Regions from separate parts of the Rattus norvegicus genome. Here region 2 is linked to region 1. A link is a contact called in public Hi-C data. All regions are on one chromosome and are shown on one strand. The core of a region is the stretch at or near the end of the contact, and the rest is flanking DNA. Distances in the headings are between cores, read along the strand shown.

What was found. Hi-C and Micro-C count contacts between places; a contact is called where the count stands out from the background.
Region 2: a contact with region 1 is called in a Hi-C map of liver, with 4 times the contacts expected there. The contact joins two enhancer-like sites. A contact is called at or near these places in 2 of 12 Hi-C or Micro-C datasets (kidney and liver).

What each region holds. Positions count from the first base shown.
Region 1 is chr13:65,789,398-65,796,117 of GRCr8, forward strand. No RefSeq gene overlaps it. Among named protein-coding and RNA genes, the nearest start is that of Hmcn1, 160 kb to the left of the region's middle. Within about 2 kb of position 3,699, at least 8 of the 93 cell types and tissues checked have an H3K27ac peak or open chromatin away from gene starts, as enhancers often do. A contact at or near this core is called in liver, where this site is marked.
Region 2 is chr13:65,928,160-65,934,879 of GRCr8, forward strand. It overlaps LOC134481568 (a long non-coding RNA gene), which reads right to left. Exons shown (of 3, transcript XR_010057225.1): 2 at 6,617-6,708; 3 at 5,514-6,057. Among named protein-coding and RNA genes, the nearest start is that of Ivns1abp, 46 kb to the right of the region's middle. Within about 2 kb of position 4,197, at least 1 of the 93 cell types and tissues checked has an H3K27ac peak or open chromatin away from gene starts, as enhancers often do. A contact at or near this core is called in liver, where this site is marked.

The DNA.
Region 1 (6,720 bases), core at 2,449-4,948:
AAACATGAGTCAGTGCTGGAAGAAGCAGGATTTAAACCAGTAGTTCTCAACCTTCCTATAGCTGTGAGCCCTTAATACTTGTTGTGGTAATCCCCAGCCATAAAATTATCTTGGTTGCTTCTTTATAACAGTTATTTTGCTACTGTTGTGAATCATAATGTAGATAGCTTACATGTTACCCCCAAAAGGGTCATGACCCACAAGTTGAGAACCACTGATATAGACAAAACAAGTTAGAAAGGCCAGGTCAGAGAACACGAGGAGGATCTGCCTTTTAAATAAGTACAGCCTGAACATTAATGCATTAATGGATGAACTTTCACGTATGTTCCTTCCCACACTCACTGCTTCACCATTTCCTGCATTCAGCTCGCTAGGCTGGTTTTTTTTTTTTTTTTTTTTTTTTTTTTTTTTTTGCCTTGCCTTGCCTTGCCTTGCCTTGCCTTGCCTTAGGGAAAATACTTAGCAGCAGAAAGAAAATACAAAAAGTAGTCACGTCTGGCTTTTTCACTTTAAAAAAAAGTTAGCTTCGCAGAAATAAAGAACTGAGAGGTAGAATGAGAGAGGACAGTTCTTCTGCAAAATGACTCTGCAGGCCACGAGCTGTGGGGAGGGAAGGACATATTGACTAGAGAATTCCAGAAGAAATATGGGCTCCCAGCTGATACCGTGTCGTGCCTGAGACACCATACTGAGATACAGGAAAACCCTAGTTTTACTAAAATCTTGATAGATGAGGGTTTGAAATGGAAGTCAAGCTGTTGGATAAAGGGTAACCCGAGTTGTGGGTTTCATGCCCTGGATGCACAACAGAATGTGTGCGTGGATGAAGAGAAGGTTAGTCTGTTGGGATAAATTATAAGCATATCAGTAATGAAATGACCAAAGGGGGATAACAAGTGAGACTAGACTTTGTCACAGTAGAGAGTTGAGCTCCAAAGCTTAAGGACGCACCCATGTCCTGGTCACTGAGGTCATCCTGAGGCCTACATGGATTTCTAATATCCCTCTCACCTCCTTCCCCTGATTTAAATACATGTTAGCACTCTGGGTTGCTTGGTGTCTTCACTGGGTCTCCAACAGACCATCCTCAGATGGACTCTGGGCTGAGGCTTAAGGTAGGGGAAGACCTTAAGTTTTCTGTCTGCAAACTTACCCTCAATCTGACATCTGGGAAGATTTACCTACTGTGTTGAAATCACTTCAGTCAACTAACACCTACTCATCCCCAGAGATGTTAGTCACAAATGAGGCTGTGTATCTCTTTAAGTGTCTCCTCTCCTTTAGATGTTAGAGGACTTTTGTGGTGAGTCATCATGGCAGGTCTTGTCTTCCAACAAGGATGTATTACATAATATCTTACAGAGCCTTCTCACAAACATCAACTGGATAACTCTCCAAACTATCCTCAACGTTTATCTGAAGGCTTTGTGAGAGAGAAAAATGCCTATCAGTGTGTTCTACAGGCTGACACAAGCAGCAACTGCCACACTCAAAATTTCTTGTAACCCGGAAGCACAAGGAACAAAAAGTACATCAAATTAAAAAGTTTCTTCTCAGCAGAGAGTGAAAGGAAAGAGCAGAGAGCTAAAATGACCCAGAAAGCCATTATGGGATAGGCACTATGTGATCTTTCATCCTGATAGGCAGCATGGCTGGATTTACAATCACCATGCAAATGTGCCTCTAAATGTGTCTACGACAGTGTTTCCCCAGTTAAGGGAAGGGGGAAGATTTACCACAAATATGGGTGACGAATTCACAAGGGCTGGGATCCCAGACTCAATAAAAAGGAGGAAGTGAGCTAGGCATGGGCCTCTCTCTCTCTGCTTCCTGACTGCAGACGATGTGACCAGCTGCCTCGTGTTCCTACGGTCATGACCTCCCTGTCATGATGGACTGCACCTTCAAACTGTGAGCCTACACAAACCTTCCTTCCTTAAGTTGTTTCAACAAGTATTGCATAGCAGCAGAGAAGAAAGTAACTAGTATAGGTTGACATCCAGAACATACAGAAATCTAAAAAAACTCAACAACAAAAAGAAAAAGAAAAGGAAAAAGAATAGTTAAAATAGCATTCTTAAAAACCACTCATCATTTTTGAATGTGGCATCTTCAAAAAATAGGCATACAAATGTTTACCTAAGTAAACGTTTCTCAGAATGCATACAAAATGGATGGCAGTTATTTGAAAAAAAAAAAAAAAAGCGAGGGAGGAATTCAACGTCCCTAATCACAGGAAAATGCAAACCCAAACCAGAATGCCACACCACCTCAGCCCATTAAGGGTGGCCCTTATCAGAAAGGACTATATTAACAAGTACAGGTGAGGAAGCAGAGAAAATGTTGGTGGGGATGTCAGTGGGTACAGCCTGTGAGTGTTACAGATGGAAAGGTATCCTGGCAGATGGGAGCTGAGGAATATCCCGACGTCACACTGCACAGCACACTTCACATAAGAAGGGAGGGCAGGACTGGGGAGGGTGGCTGCCTCTGCTCAGGTGAGAACCAGCAGAGGACAAAGTTGATATAGAGTTTCTTAGGAGATGGGGCTTTCCAGGGTGGGGATTGGTGAGATTTCAAGTCCTCAGCATGGGCTTTTTACTCTGTAGGGCAGGGGCTGGGTCCTGCCATCAGGGCAGAGTGTTTCATGGGTGAAATCTGGCAGTCAGGGATCTTCAGGGAATGGGCCTCATGTGTCTTCAAGGGGCTTATAGGGCCACAATGGAAGAACATGTGAAGGTTTCTCAAAAAATTAAATATTTTTTTCTAAAAGTTAAAACATCGAAATGTTCTTCGCTTAAAAATCAGAAATCTATGTTATCTTCCTATGTATTTGACTCAGCATCATTTGGGTTTCGGAAGTGTTATATAGTAATTTTTTATAGAATAAGAATAAGAAAAGGAGGGTTGGGGATTTAGCTCAGTGGTAGAGCGCTTGCCTAGGAAGCGCAAGGCCCTGGGTTCGGTCCCCAGCTCCGAAAAAAAAAAAAAAAGAACCAAGAATAAGAAAAGGATATATTGTTGGTTAGATATGCCTCACCATGGCTGCTGTGCCATAAGGGTTTGTCTCACAAGACAACAGAGAAAACATTCGTTTCTCTATGCCTAGAGCTACGATCCACTTTGCAAAAAACCAACAATGTTCTGTTGTTCATCTTCTCTTCTTTGGATGAAACATTTATTTACATGGTCCCTTGAAAAGGATTTTCAAGGGCAGAAGAATCACAAGTTCAAGACGAGTCTACAGAGAATTCCGGGCCAACTGAGAGCAACCCCTGTTTCCTCACAGCCACTCACTGGGCAGTTGTAAGAAAACAAGGGCAGGGGAGAGAAAAAGTCAGGCTTAACAAGAGCTGAGCATGATTTCCAGGGTAGTTCAAAGTCGAGAAGAAAGACTCCCTTCCAAAATGGCTTAGGTTCTCAACTTCATAAAAATAAGACAGAGTAAGAGCTAGAAGCTATTGGCCTTGTAGGAGAGGAAGGGAGAGCTGAGAGGAACTGGCAGGGTGGAAGGAAGGCTCTGACAAACAGTAGTGATTCCGTGTTCCTGAAATAAATTGTAGCCAGACAGAATCCTGAGTGGGCAGTGTGAGCCAAGTGTCAAATGTACTGGATGTCCTAACCCTCATGTGCACTTCGCATGAGGCCAGAGCTTAGTGCTTCTCCCAAAATGATCTTCAGATTCACAGTAGCGGACACTGGCAACCTCCTGTCAACAAACAGTCGTGAAAATAGCCCTGGCTTTTATGTCTACTGGCCCATGTCCTCCAAAGAGTCAACATGGAGCTAAAAGCAAACAAGCACAATGCCAAGAAAAATTAAGTAACAGGCTTTTGACACATTTCAGGACTTCCCGTGTTTTATATATTTTTAAGAGAATAATCTACTTTACTCATAAAAAGCATTTACTGTTCTCCAGAAATAAATTTCTAACGTGGTATATTCATTTAGTGAAACAGCTTTCAGCCTCATAATACATGAGTACTTGCAAATATTTTTTAAATATTATTATCAAGTTTAAAAGTGGCTGTTATATACCAGTGGGAATTGTCAAATTATATTTTGAAAGGGAAAAACAGTTAAGACTTTTTTTATATATATTCAAAATAAACACATGTCAAATATGCATGTCTAATGTATGACTATTTAAAGAAAGCACGTTACAATAAATTGAGAGAGAAAAATGTTTTAAACCTTTACTTTTAAAAAAATTTAGACATTGAAAATCATCACACAGCAATACTAACCAGATCTAAAATCTATGCGTCTCAGTGAACGTTTATGCAGTTAGAGTAGACATGTGAAGCAATGGTGCTTCACAGGAACTTCATGTTCGCCCCTGAATATATATTTTTTGTGCATTTATCTACCACCAAAAACTAAAAATGCATGGCAGAGTTAGAACTAGAGAAACAACTAGCTTTGCGTCCAGTTTATAACAGAGTCAATTAGCTGTCCTTCCATGTCCTTCCATGGAGAAATTAAAGAACCATAAATGCACATGGAAGAAGTGAGTGTTGGAGGACATTTGCCCAGGGACAGAACCTGGCTTTCTTCTGGGGACAGAACGAGACTGCCTATCCAGTGGACAGAAGGCACTGCGAGTGGAGATAAGAACTGTTTACATTTGCAGTAGTCAGTTATCTGCAGAGTACAAAGTTGAAAAATGGCCCAAGCACAGACAAAAGGCCACGTTTGAGAGCCACATTGTTCCTGTTTTTCATTCTTGCCCTCTAAGGATAAGTTATAGACATTTTTACCCGTTCCAAATTCCACATGCAAATGATATTTTGTCAGATAAGAGATAAACTTTGGAGGTCCACATGCCATTGGAACAGCTAAAGGTGGTTTTCTACCCAAGATCCAATCTTTGTTTCCTTTGGGTAATTGTGAATTCCATGACTTAGAGGAAACAGGGGATTTCCAGAGAACCCCAATATTCGATTGAAAAAATATCTTAGTTATCAGAAGAAATGATACCCTAAAATACAATAGCTTGCTGTGTGTATGAATGTGTGTATGTATGTATACATGTATGTATATATGTATGTAATGTGTATGTATATATGTATGTAATTTGTATGTATGTATGTATGCATGCATGTATATATGTATGTGATGTATATGTATATTTGTATGTAATTTGTATGTATGTGTGCATTTATGTATATATGTGTGTAATGTGTATGTATGCATGCATGTATGTATATATGTATGTAATACATATATATGTATGTGTGTATGTATGTAATATGTATGTGTGTACTATTATGTATGTATGTATGTATGTATGTATGTATGTATGTATGTACGACTCAGTAAACTGGAGCCTGCAGGCAGAATCTTCCCAATTTTGTATATCCTTTCGATGGAAACGCAGCCACAGATCTCCTTTTCCATGACCAGTTTTATGCCACAAGAGCAGAGTTGTGTGCAAAGAGCCCAAAAGCCTCAGCAATCCCAAAGCCAGAAATATTCACTATTTTCCTCTTACTGAATAATGTATACTGAGTCCTATCTAGACTATGCTAGACAAATGGTAGGGGTCGTTTAGAGGTTAACGGGTATGAATTCTTTTATTTTGGGGCATACATGTTTCTTACAAATGTTTTACTTATCTATGAGGCAAACTCTTCCAAGTTCTTTCTTGTCACATATCTGTCACATACAAAACACTCCTGAGAGACGTTTACAGGGCAGCTCCGCCCCTGTGCAAAGCTCCAAATCTGTGGAGCTGAGAGAAAGCCACTCACATTTGCTGTATGGAGTTTTCGAACTCTTTTCCTGAGGTGAGCTAAAATTAGTCAATACAGGCAGGAAGAGACAGGCAGGGTGATAACTTTAGTGACAGTGTGCCAGGATGGTGTAAAAATTTAACCTAGGCTTTAGCCTTGTGAATGTTAAGGTTGAATCCAATTTAATAATTTACCACGATTAACACATTTGCTTCAATCATTATAGAGACAAATTTAAAGAGAATCTGCTTCCTTATCATTTCTATATAGAAGAAAGAGTGATCTCTTCATTCAGATTTTACCATCACTGAGGTCATGAAAACTTACATTTAAAGTCTTCATGAAGTATCTTCCAGATGTAATATTTCAGCACTAAAGCTACCCTAAACCTCACACAGTTCTAATGTTTTGCTAAATTTCAAGATTAACCAAGCAGCTCCAGGAACTGTGGGTGATCTTTGCTCCCAAGAAATGTGCTTTTGCAACGACCTCATCCTGAAAAGGTCTCTACACTTGCAATGTCTTCCTCACTCAGAGACTGTCCCTTATAGTACAGGACTCTAGAATATTTAAAACTATCAAGATTCAGAAAATGCTTTTTCTCACTGCTTGACTCCGTAACATAATTCAAAATATTTATAGATTTAGAGTTTCTAACCTATTTGTGAGATAATAGATAAGTAAATGAATTTAGGGTATTAAAATTACTTTTTTGAATCAAGCTCTCCAGGAAATAACTCTCAGACCATTAATATTCAATCCAGAACAATCCAACAGCCTCTCAGGGACCTCACCTATTAGCCTTTCCCAACCAACCATATGGTTGTGGCAATCTTAATGTACTCCAATCCAGTAAAAGGTGTGTCTCCAGTTATCTGTCACTAATAAAGGTTAAAGTATCATAGCTGCAAGTTTATTAGCTTTTTTTCTCAGAAATTAGGTCTAGTTTCAAAGTGACCTCTCAGGTAACCACTCTCAGTCA
Region 2 (6,720 bases), core at 2,947-5,446, 140 kb after region 1:
AACTTTCCATGGTTGCAATCACCAGTAAATGTTAGAAAGAAAATTCTAGAAATAACTATTGACTTATTATTGCCTACCATTCTGATAAAATCTCAGCTGTCCCTGCCTAGGACATGAATCCTTTATTTTCTCAGATATCCACCCTGTACATAATAATACCTACCTTTATATGCTCAGCCACACCTGGCTAAGAAGATCAATTTTATCCATTTTTTTTTAATATGCATTGGTATTGAGGGTGTCAGATCCCCTGGAACTGAAGTCCCAGACAGTTGTGACCTATGCTTTGTGGTTGCTGGGAATTGAACTCAGGTCCTCTGAAACAGCACATGAAGTAGTGATTCGGGCCATTCTGCTGTGCAAAGAAAGACTTTAAGGTGCATTCTTAAAGTGAAATGGATAGAGAAGAAGGGGGTGGGGGGGGCGATATGTGTTATAGTTGCTAGGATTCACGGAGGAACAAGCTACTTGTCCATGGAAGTCTGAAGGGGAAAGGTACAGCTTGGCACTCACACCTCAAGCTGCAAAATGTGTTCAAATGCTTAGTTAAGATGAAAAAAGGCGTTCAAGCACAGGTCCAGGACTATCCGCAGTTTCAGACATCTACTGGGGGTCTTGGAATAGATTCCCCCCAGAGGGAAGAGAGGGCTGTTGATGTTCTCAGATATCACAGTGGGCACCTCCAGGTCTGATTCTGGTGTTTTAGGTCAAAGGGTTTAGCAGAGGCACAGTCATAACAGAAGCAGGGTTGGTAGAAAAAGACACTTCAAGGGAGGAAGTAGGGAGTAAAGGCAGTTTAGCTCATCTGCCCTACCACACAAATAGGTTTTTTGTTTGTTTGTTTGTTTGTTTGGGGGAGGAGTTCCCCTCTCCCTTTCATGCACTTGTGTGTGGCCTGTATGCACATGTATATGCGTGTTTGCATGCTTGTACATGTGTACAGGTACAGCTGCACACATGCATGGGTGTGGCACATGCTTGATGTTGGTAATCTTCCTCCTTCGTTCTTCTACCTCATTCTCTGAGGCAAGCTTTCCCAGTGAGGCCTAGAGCTCATCAATATGGCTACTCTTGCTAGCCAACTTGCTGTGGGATGTCCTGTCTGTCTTCCAAGGCTAGCCGGAATTGCAGGCTGGTTGCCACACCTACCTAGCATTCGGTTACATTCTAGGAATCAAAACTCCAGTCATGCTGCTTACGCAGCATGTGCTTTAACCACTGAGCCATCTCCCCAGGGCGGAGATTTTGGGGTGGTCATTTGCATGGCATGGATTCTTTTGGCTGTGTGTGCTTTTCTGCACATGCACGTATCTGGCATGTGTAGTAACATATATAACTTCATGCACTGCAGGTCTCATTAGCATCTTGAATCTTTACCCAGGGGTGTGTATTTTAATGTTGTAATGAGCCACTGGTCACCTTCAGACACTCTGGGGAGCTCCTGCACCTGAGTCAGGGCCAGATTTAGCCAGCCCAACAGGAGATTTCCCAGCCCTCCTCTTCTGCAGCTGGTTCCTTTTATGTGCTAATTTTGAAGCTTCCTGCAAAGCAAGGCTCAGAGCCTCACTCAGAATCCTGTAACCTGCCTCTCTCCAGTAATCATGATTACCACTGGGGCCAGCCAAAGAAGCCCAGGTCCCTGGACACAGAGCTGTGCAACAGTTGTCAATGGTTTCTCTGTTCTGCTGTTCACCTCGCATCACTCACTTAACTTCCCTAGGCACCTTTTTTCTTATCCGTAATACAATTTTTTTTTTAATTTTGCTCTGTTCATATAGTAGTTACGTGAATTAAACGAGAGTATATACACGTGTGGGCCTCCAGTGCATCTGAGACACTCTACATATGAGACAGATAATGCATTTGGATGTTCCAGAAAGCTTTTTATAAAGCTTGACTGATTTATCAAATAGCATATGTTATGTATATAAATTCTTTCCATATTTCTTACGAAGACTTCTCTCATGAATAAAAGCCACTTTCATTTCCCCCAAACCATTTATTTGTCTGTATTTGCCACTCGGTTTGAGTTTGCTAACTTATGCAAATGTGTTCTCTAAGCAAAATACCTCCTGTTTTGTTTTTCTTTGTTGACTGCCATCAAAAGACTTTGCTTCCTTTCCTGTGAACTATTTATCATACGAAAATCAAGGTCATTAAAGGTCCTCTCTGATGCCAACCTCACTTTAACATCAATGGGAAACTGCACTAAACAACAACAAAAGCACTTTAGACATGGCAAGCTGTACTCAGCATGAAGGAACCACTGCTTTTAGTGTCCTGAAATAACAAGTATAAGAATCCAGCATATATGCAAATATTTTAGCCTATATTTCATCTTCCTTACTTCAGTATCTATTCGCATCTTACAGTTGCTATAACAAATTACCACAAGCTTTGTGGCTTAATGTAGCCAAAAATCATTTTTCTCATGATTCTAGAACCCAGAGATTTGAAACAAATGTTTTTTTTTTAATTTTTCCACTTTATGTGTGTGTGCCTGCTTGTCTGTGTGTGCACCACTTGCATACAAGCAGGTGCCCACAGAGTCCAGAAGAGAGGATTGGATTTCCTGGAACTGGAATGATGGGTAGTTTTGTGCCTTCTAATGTAGATACTGGGATGCAGAAAGAGAAAGACAGAGAGACAAGCAGAGAGACAGAGAGACAGAGAGACAGAGACCGAGAGACAGAGAGACAGAGAGACAGAGAGTCCAAGAGACAGAGAGACGGAGAGAGAGACAGAGAGATGGAGAGACAGAGAGACAGAGAGACGGAGAGACAGAGAGACAGAGAGATGGAGAGACCAAGAGACAGAGAGACGGAGAGAGAGACAGAGAGACAGAGAGACAGAGAGAGAGACAGAGAGACAGAGAGAGAGACAGAGAGACAGAGAGAGAGACAGAGAAAGACAGAGAGGCCAGCCAGGGTTGAGCAGTCTCTCCAGGCCCTTGTAATTACTTTCACTGGGATGAAACCAAGGTGCTCACAACTGCATCTGCTTCCCTTCTGTTCCCTTTCAGCTTCTGGTGGCTGCTGGCTTTATTCAGCTAATGACTGCATCACCCAGGCTCTGCCTCCCAGGTAACAATGCTTCTTCATCTTCAACATATTATCTCCCTCTATACCTTATTATGACAGTTATGACCCACCCAGGTGACGAGGATCACTACTGTCTCCAGACTTTAATCCCATCTGCAGAGATCCTTTATTTTTCTTTCTCAAAAAATAAATAAATAAATAAAAAAATAAAAAAATAAATAAATAAATAAATAAATAAATAAATAAATAAATAAATAAAAGTATTTATAGGTTCCAGGGATTAAGATGTGGTCCTCTAATTTAGCATCTGTCAAAATCATCGAGAGATTCTATAACACATGGCTTGCTGGGCCTCCAGCTGGGTTTCTCATTTGGAAAATTTGGAGTGAAGTCTAAGATTCTGAATTATTAACTAATTCCCAGGCAATGGTGCTGCTGGTCCTCCTTTGAGGACAAAATTGATCTTCTTAGTCAGGTGTGGCAAAGCGTGCCTATAATCCTAGTACTTAGGAGTCTGAAGCAGAAAGATGGCAGCCTCAAGACCACTCCTGTGTTGCTTCTTGCTTAATTTTCCCACTGTATGCTGTCAACTCTTGTGTCTACCTCTGTATGTGTTCACATCAGAGCTACTAATAAAGCATTGTCTCTGTTGTCTTTCAGATACTGACAGCTTTCTTCCCCCTTTAGACGTGTGCAGTGAGACAGGTCCTAATGGCTTTAGTGCTCCAGCTGGTTTCTGTGTAAGGACAGGATAATTCCTACAACCTGGTGCTCAAGCACCCATGGTATTAGTGTAATCCATACACCTCCTTGTAGCTAGCCTCTTTGGGACTCCCCAAATATCCTCTGCATGCCTCTCCCAAAGAAGAGACTTCCTCATGTCCCTCAGTCAGAAAGAATGTCTCATGTCGTCTGTCTTTAGCTAACACCCCTTGCCCAGCTGTTGGAATAATCTTCTTCTGTGATGTGTAAAGGTCGTCTTTGTATTATTCAAATGTTGATTTCTGTACCAGCCAAGAGCTGAAAACTGTCTGGACTTTGGTCTTATTATTTTTGTGAAACATCACCTGTCTCGGTGTTCTGTAAACACTCTTCTCTGTCACCTTCTGATTGGGTTAATAAAGAACTGATGACGTATAGCAGGACAGGAGAGGAAAGGTGGGGCATCGGGTAAGAGATAAGAACTCTGGGAATGAATAAGGCTCAGGGTTTCACCAGCCATCAGACAAGGAGGAAGGACCAGGGACAGGGACTGAAGGAGCGGTGACAACAGATCACATGGCGGAATGTAGATTAGAATAAGTGGGTTAATTAAGTCACCCGGGCTAGTTGGCAAATAGCCTAAGCCAAGGCCTAAGCTTTCATAAACAAAAATATGTCTGCGTGTTGTTACTCGGGTGCGGGCAGGTCAGAGGCGTCCAGCAATGCTCAGCAGAATCCTAATGTTCCCTAAGGCCCACCGCGTCTTCTTGGTCTCTCTTCCTCCAATCAGTATAGTCCTGCTCTCCACACAGCACTCTCAGGAACACTCTGGCAATAATATCTTCTATCACGAATCATAATTAGTCCTTGATTGACTATGAACGTCACGGGGTAACGTTCATGCTCACTTAACTTCCTGTCTTGTACGGCAGGTGAATCTGCACAGAAAGAATGATGTCTCTCATTTGGCATCTCCTCTGAGCTCTTTGCCGCTGTTGGGCACACAAAGGCTGTGCTTGTGTCTTTGCTTTGGTATGGGGACCGTGTTCCATACTTCCTTGGGTGAACACCCCCTGCCCCATTTTGCCTTTGGGACTCTGTTGATGCCTGTCCATTGAAGTACTTCTACACAAAATCCATCCATCTTCCTCTCTGGGTCTGTCACAGACATGAATTCTTTTCTAGGATTTAAAAATTAAGTCTCTAGAGAAAACAGACTCCTTTCTGTTGAGTTGTGAAGCTGGGGATATGTTTGCCTCTTGGGAGAAACAGGCTAGAGGGACTAAGGGACTGCAATCAAGGGGGAGTACTGAGAGTGGAGATGGGAGTCCTGCTACTCAGTGTTTCGGGCTGCTTGCTTCCTTCATGGTTTCTTCCTGCGAGGTAATTAGACTGCCATGGAGCCTGCTCTGGACTGTTGGGTTCTGCCCGACAGTTCTTGCAGTCTATAGGTCTCGGTAATAATTCATGCACGGGTTAAAGGGACTGGCTATCCTTTAAGACCTTCCTAAGTACTGCCTTCAATGTCCTGAAAAGCTAACCCCCACGGCAGGGGCCTCTGAGCTCTTCCACATGTTCTGCCCTCTGACCCCTTCCATATGTTATACTCTGTCCAGCCCTCAAAGCTATTAAGTATGGCTTACCATTTATAAACTTAATGGTAATGTCTGGAAAATATTTCTGCCGAAGTCCTGGTCAACATTTTTACTTTGATAACTAAAAAGTTCATGGAAATGAGATTGCTAAAATTCATTAATACATGTACAAAACTTCAATGAGTTTTTTTTTTAATTAAAAATCCAAACAGGAGAACACAAATATCCCATAAAGAATAGTCCCCTCGAGTGATTGAAAGCTCTGGGCTGTTTGCTGGTAGGCAGAGAAACAAATTTAAAAGATTGCAGAGACGCATGCCATAAGAGATCTAAGCAGGGGTTGGGGATTTAGCTCAGCGGTAGAGCGGTAGAGCGCTTGCCTAGCAAGCGCAAGGCCCTGGGTTCAGTCCCCAGCTCCGAAAAAAGAAAAAAGAAGGAAAAAAAAAAGAGAGAGATCTAAGCAGACGAATACAGCACTCTAAATGCCTGTCTGCTCAGAGGCTGTTTGGATTTGGGCAGAGCCTGATAGCCGGACTGTGGATCAAGGCTCCTCAAGCTGCATGGCCTCGAACTGCACATGCCCAGAGGGGTACCAGGCACCAGTCTTCTGCACCGTTGCTGTCTTAGTCTACATGCTTGACTTCAGAATGAATTCAGAGTAGTCTCCTGGAAGGAAACCATGCAACAAGCATCTGCAGCTCGCTGGTCTCCTTTGGGACCTGCTGAAATTTAAGGAAAGGCTTTGAACTTAGTCTTGAGTCTCTCCTTAAAGAATATTCTCAAGGCCAAGAACTTCAATTAGGAACTGAATGACTCAGGAGCGTCCCCCTTGTGTTACCTCTCAGGATCAAATTACAATTGTTACCAATCTTTACAGTGTTTGAACACTCACATAAAAATTCCCGAGGGTACCCTGAAGGGAAAGGGGCAATTCCAACAGCTGAACTCCTGAAACTCACATCTCTACAGTAACACTAGCATCAGGCACCAGCCTTTCTGTAGCCCAGTCTTTGACGTTATTGTTGATTTGACTTGAAATAGGTTTTGTAGTACGTAGCCTAGGCTAACCTCAAGCCCAACCCAATCCTCCAGTCTCAGCTTCCTGAACACAAAGATTATAGACATGGGCCGTCATCCGTGGCTGCCCTCCCATCCTTGCTCATGAGGAAGGTAATTCTCCAGCCACTAGTTCCACAGTCTTGTGCGGGCTGTGGTTCGCCGGCACACACTGGGCTAGCAGTCAGTTGCTGAGCCATGTCCTCTGTCCTCCCAGCTCACCCTCTAGAAATTAAGTAACTCTGACAGACGATGTTTCTTCTGCCTGAAACATTCATTTGGTTCTTCATCGCCTTTCTCTCCTTTGTCATTGCCTGAAAGAAAAA